Regions from separate parts of the Gossypium hirsutum genome. Here region 2 is linked to region 1. Evidence: chromatin contacts called from public Hi-C data. All regions are on one chromosome and are shown on one strand. The core of a region is the stretch at or near the end of the contact, and the rest is flanking DNA. Distances in the headings are between cores, read along the strand shown. Region 1 holds the start of LOC107909980. Region 2 holds the start of LOC107910054 (ethylene-responsive transcription factor CRF2).

Region 1 (3,216 bases), core at 478-2,977:
CTACCCTACTATGGACACGAGCCGAGACACGGCTGAGTATCCCTATTTCGAATGCCCACACAGCCAGAGACACGAGCGTGTCTCCTGACCGTGTGAGTTACACGGCCATGTGCCCCTGCAGTGTTGAAAATTTTAAATATTTCTGAAAAATTCTCTGAGTTTCCGATTTAGTCCCGACTTGTTTTTAATATGTATTTTGGGTCATGAGGGCTCGTTTAAGGGACAAAATATATTATTTTCATTCGTTTTATTATGAGTATTGATATGTAATGAAATGTTTAAAATTTCTGTTTGATTGATCCGTAAACCCTAGTAATGCTCTGTAACCCTATTCCAACAACGGATATAGGTTAGGGGTGTTACAGAATGTCACGGGGCTAGACTTTTTGTATCGCAAATCGTGCGGCCTTAAGAGATTATTTCTTACAGAATTTCTTTAAGGCACTTAAGCAAAGCAAAAGCAAACTCTGAAAAGGAAGAAGCTACGAACAAAGAAAACCACGAAAAGAGAGTGCACGCCAAGTGTTTGAGTAAATGCTATCATTATTTCTTTAACTTAGAAAGGATAAAGTGATTACAAATAAATGGGAAAACCTCTATTTATAGTTGAGCTCCCCCAGATCTAACGGTACAAGTCAATTTACATTAACGACTAAGATTAGTTCTCATCTACAATAATAGAGTCCTAATGGATTTAAATTCTATACATGTTTATCCTTTAGGATTTTTACAATAATTATCCTAGTAAAATACAATTTATTGGAGTGTTTCACTTTAACTAGGATTCAAGTAGATGGGCTTCTTCACAAGTTCCACGTATCAGGCCAATTCATATGGGTCAAATGAGCCTTATTTAATAAGTTGACCTCTATGGGTCATTCTGTGCGCAAAGGTCACGGGCTTTGATCCGTAGCCCATGACACTAGTACAGAGATAGGGATTGAACTGATTAACTCGCAAACCAGTACAAACCAGTTGAACCAAGTTAAAAAAAACCAATTGAATTGATTTTCACTATTGTTAGATATTCTTTTTATTTTATGAGTTTATAATAATTTATTTGATCAAACTAGATGAACTGATCAAACCAAGAACTAACAGCTTGATTGGTCTAACCATCTGTCTTGTTCTGAAGAAAGAAAAAGAAAATATTTATAAAAGATATAATAATATTTTTTTTCTCCTTTTTTTCATATGTCAATTTTTAATTGGTTATTTTTTTTTAAAATAACTCAACGGTTGAACTAACAGACGTACCAATTTGAAAATAAAATAGTTTAAGTATCACTGGTAACAAAAAAAATGTTTAGATACCAAAATGAGAAAAAAAATTTGAATAGTTTAAGTACTAATTTATGGGTTAAGCTCATTTTAAAATAGACATAAGGATTTGACTAACAGATGTACTAACTTGGAGAAAAAAGATAATTTAGATACTACTTGTGACCAAAAAAATTTTAAGTACCAAAATTGATATAATTTAAATATCCATTTGTGGGTTAACTCTTTACCGTTAATAATATATGTCATGTCTTTATATTATTGTTAATGATTCCAATTGTTAATAATATTTTCTTAAAAAAAAGTTGATTCAAAAATTTAAGTTTGAGAGTTAATGTTGTTCTTCATTCTATTTGATGGAAAAGCTAATCAGATTTTAAATTATACAACAGAACAAGAATTCATGTACCATAAAAGAGTCCAATAATGGTAAATTTTTTATTTCTTTGGGGGCATGCAAGGAAGGCCCTAAGAATCAGCCCATCTTACAACGTGGCAGATTGTTTGCATTAGAAACCCAAACCCCACAGATCAAAATTCTCTAATCCACAATACTATCATCATCATCATCATCATCTGCAAGAGGAGAAAAATCCAAACTTCAAAGCAAAAAGGGCTGAATCGAAGCTGTAGTAGTCTTGACAACATGAATCTCAGCTGTTTACAACCTTTGTTTAAACCACCCAATTATGTTGTCCCCGTTAGTTCAACAGTTCCAGGTTCTTGTCATTTCTTGCAAAACTACCAAGCAACAATTCCAAGCAGAGGTTCCTGGAGTTACAAGGATGGAATGTTTGTTAACAGGAAAGGAGGGATTGCGCGCGGGTGGTTGTTGCCAGTGGATCCATGGGCACCAAATATTGACTCACAAAGCATTGCTTCTCAACTCTTTGCAGTTTCTCTGTTCCCATATATTGGCTTCTTGTACTTCATCACCAAGTCTAAGTCTGCTCCCAAGCTCACCCTTTTTGGCTTCTACTTCTTGCTTGCCTTTGTGGGTGCCACCAGTGAGTTTCCTGGGATGTACCATTTTCTTTTCTCAATGCTACTTTAGTTTATGAGGTTGCTTTTATGTGGTGATTAATGTTCTAAGTTGCAAATTTTATGTGAAATTTTTTACTCTCTTTGCCATGAAATAAAGAAATTAGTTTGGGTAAAAAGAGTAGGAAAAAATTACACATTTTAGCATGGATGTAGACGGAGTGAAAAGATTATGAGTTAGTTTTTGTTGATGATTTTACATGAAACCTACTTTGTTGATAAATGCACTGGTGTTGAGATAACCATCATTTTAGCATATATACCTTTCAAGTTTCCTTAAATTGTCCAAGAGAAATGTTAGATATTCGAATTAAGTTGCTAGTGTTCTCGTATGTTTTTTGTGCTTTTTGAGAGTGAGAATTGATGGCTTCTCATAGCTAGGGCAGAGATTCATATTGTGACAATGAGGCATCTGCAATCTCGAAAATTCTGTTAGAATTGTAGAGAACTTGGTGTCTTTTTTTATCATTTTGAACCAGTGGCAGGCGAGCAGTTCGGTTCTAAGTCATCTATATATTCTACAATATGATTTCTTCTCAGTTATGTGGCTCTATATTTATTTCATCAACACTGATAATTGGTGTAGCACTTGTCATAGATGAGCAGCATGAAGTACACAAAATCTGCCCAAAGCAAACATAAAGGAAATGACTCGAATAGGGATATAGAGCAAAGAAAATGCGGCTTTATTCAATGTAGTTTTATACAATGTTCCTTACTTTGGATGGTTTTCGCCTGCATTTTGATTTTGCTATTGGTGGCTTTGTTTCAACTCTACTAATTTCCTTTACATTGTTCGTTTGCTGACTTTGTGTCTACTGAGCAGTCCCAGCCGGAATATACGGTAAGTTCCTGCTAATGATCAACAATTCCTTTAACAGTTAATGGTTTCTA
Region 2 (3,216 bases), core at 514-3,013, 470 kb before region 1:
AGCTTGAAACAATATTAAAAAATACATATTAAAATGCTTATAAGAAGAATTGAACTTAGGCCTCAAAGATAAAATCATAATTATCTAGCCATCTAATTAAATGAGCTAATGTGTTAAAAATATTAATTAAAAAAAACTTTAAACAACATGAAATAAAAAATACAAATGTGAGCAGGAGAGGAATCAAACCCAAGGCTTAAGCTAAAAACACTAACACTTAACCACCTAACAAAAAAAACCTAATATGTCAATTTTCAATGAAAGAATGTTTTGTAAGACACGTTTTCACTGACACGACAATGAAAACGCACCCAGTAAAACATGTTTTTTTGTTAAAAAACAGCGTAGATCGATAAATTTAGAAAATTTCAGCATACTTTCTCTAATTATTTTCTTTTCAGCATATATATATATTAGCGTGAAACTCATCTAAATTTCTCAATTCAAACAGAGAGAAAAGAACACGAGAAAACAACGTTCAAATAAATAATTGTCCCCGACAAACAGAGAAACTCAGTAAATTCCAGTCTTTATTTACCTTAAATTCTTCTAATCGGTAAAAAGAAGAAAAAGGAAAATGTGATTCATCATCGCGTGATCTAATTAAAACGGTGTACATTAAATCTATATAGTAAAAACACCAAATATTATTGTTATTTTTTAGGGTTTAATTATATCCGAGGTCACTAAATTATTTGTAACTTTACATTTTGATCACTCAATTTTAAAAAGTTACAAAATAGTCATTAAACTATTCAAAAAATTTCATTTAAGTCACTTAACTATTCAAAAAATTTTATTTAAGTCATTGGGCTTTAATATTTTTTTAAAGTCTAGCTAGCAAGCTACAAGTAGCGATTTGACAATTGGTATGGTAAATTAGTACCCATCAAAGAGTAGAAAAATATATGCTAAATCCAAGTAGATTTGACAGTTAGCGTCAGAGATCAAGGAATAATTCGTGATGTTTAAAGTTGTTCCAAAAAAGAAACTAAACTGTGGAAAAGAAGGGAAATGAGATATTTCGATTGATGCACGCAATGCAAACATAAAATGTCATACGACAACGAATTTAATAGTCTAACGACTTAAATGAAAACTTTTGCATAGTTAAATGACCATTTTATAATTTTTTAAAATTGAGTAATCAAAACATAAAGTTATTAATAGTTTAATGAGCTTAGTGAAATTTATCCTATTATTTAATGATGCGTTGCTAATTAGATAAATTGACCCTGTGTTTCATCTGACGGCTAATATTTACTGTCGGCAGAACAAGTTGTTGGAGCCAATCAAAACTCGGGGCTACTCAAAGAAATAATAATAAATACAAGACACGTTTCAACCTCACACTGTGCTTGAATACATTCGAAAAAATACCCTCCATACACATCACAGCGTGGTCATTAAATAAGAAGGTAAAAAAAAATAGCGCCAACTTCAAGGTTGCCTCCCACGTTAGTCTCAGTTGTAGTAAAATTTCCCAGCTGTATAACGGCTTGGTCTGCAGCAGCTGTAATCTAACCACCTCTGGCAGTCATAAAATGACGAAAATGCCTACACAAGGTAAAAAAACGGAAGATTAACTAAGGAATTATGGAGGCAATTAAAGGTAGGAGTGGGTGTTAATAATCATTAACTACCGGTTCTAATTTTAGTCAAAGGGAGAGGAGTGGACTGACCCGAGTGTCTGGTGTCACGTGACCTGAATCTCTGATTTCAAGATTAAATCTTTTTTGGACAACACCTAGACACCTAGTCAGCATTCCCCCCGGTTCACCCTTCCCGTTGGATCTTTCTGTTTTCTGCCGGAATCTCATCATCGCCGATATGTCCCCGCCCTTTCTCTAACAACTTTTTTTTAAAAATGAATAAATAAATAAAATATATGGCATTTTAACCTTGAGCCAATTACGGCTGGTCCTATAAAATAGCTCAACTTTCGGTATATGCCTCAAATCTCTGCTTCATTTTTTCTGTCCTTTTACTCTCTTATCTATCAAAAGAGCTATTCTTCACTCCTCTTTGTGTTCTTTTTCCTTTTCCTTTTTCTTTTCCCTTTCCCTTTCTTTCTTTTAAGACTTTTCTTTTTCTTTATGTTTCCTGGAGAAAGTACTGTATATCATCAGAAAGCAATTTGTGTTCTTTGTTTCTTTTAGGATTTGGTTTTGAAAGTTACCCAAAATAGCAAGTCTGTGCTCTGTCAAGTGACTAAGAAAAGGCACTGTCTAGTGGTTTTTTTTTTTTGGTTCGCGGCATCTTCCCTTTTTCTTTTATCCTCTGCAACTTTTACCTACAGTTTTCTTTCTTTTCTTCTTTTTCTTCGCTCCGTTCTCTCACAACTACTGGTTTTTGCCATCGGGGTGCTTTCCGTACTGCTTGTTTAAGCGCACTATTGTTTTTTTGGGGATAACTTTCCTTGAAATTTCTCGTGCTCTTAAGTACTTTTGAGTAAAACTTTTAACAGATTAATGGTGGGCTTCTCTTCATTTCAAGCTTCTCATTAACGTGTTCATTGTTCAGCTTTCCTTTTTAGCCCTTTATTCTCCTGGGGTCAAGTCTCAAAGGAATCCCTTCTTTTCCCTCCGCTTTTATTTGACTACCCTTCCCACTCTCTCTCAATGACCAAGTGATAGAAGTTGAAAACCTGCAAATACACCAATAAGGCAAAATCGAAAAAAAACAGAATGGATCATTGTTCTGTTTCTTCAATCAAATACACAGAACATCGCAATCAAACCAAGCTCCTTTCACCACCGTTAAATGTCAAAGTCGAAAACCAACCAGAAATGAAGCCTCGCATTGTTCGGATATCAGTTACTGATGCTGACGCCACTGATTCCTCCAGCGACGAAGACGAAGAACAAACAACCCGAAGAGTCAAGAAATTCGTGAACGAGATAACTATCGGTTCATCATCATGTCCCGCCCAAAACGACGCTGCTTTCAGAAGTAAATCGTCGACTTTGTCCAGGAATTCTCGAAAAAGGCCGGCGGCTGTTTCTGTAGCAAAAGCGTCCTCCGCTAAGGTATTACCAGCCGGGAAGAAATTCAGAGGAGTAAGGCAACGGCCTTGGGGAAAATGGGCGGCTGAGATCAGGGACCCGCTAAGGCGTGTACGGTTATGGTTGGGTACCTATGACACCGCCGAAGAAGCAGCAATGGTGTACGACAACGCGGCTATTCAGCTGCGTGGTCCCGACGCGCTCACTAACT

The links. Hi-C and Micro-C count contacts between places; a contact is called where the count stands out from the background.
Region 2: a contact with region 1 is called in a Hi-C map of leaf, with 2.5 times the contacts expected there. The contact joins the promoter of LOC107910054 here to the promoter of LOC107909980 in region 1. A contact is called at or near these places in 6 of 34 Hi-C or Micro-C datasets (anther, hypocotyl, leaf and 1 more).

What each region holds. Positions count from the first base shown.
Region 1 is chrD08:42,956,331-42,959,546 of Gossypium_hirsutum_v2.1, reverse strand. It overlaps LOC107909980, which reads left to right and starts at 1,727. Exons shown (of 3, transcript XM_016837711.2): 1 at 1,727-2,288; 2 at 3,149-3,166. The coding sequence starts at 1,928.
Region 2 is chrD08:43,424,978-43,428,193 of Gossypium_hirsutum_v2.1, reverse strand. It overlaps LOC107910054 (ethylene-responsive transcription factor CRF2), which reads left to right and starts at 1,763. Exons shown (of 1, transcript XM_016837802.2): 1 at 1,763-3,216. The coding sequence starts at 2,688.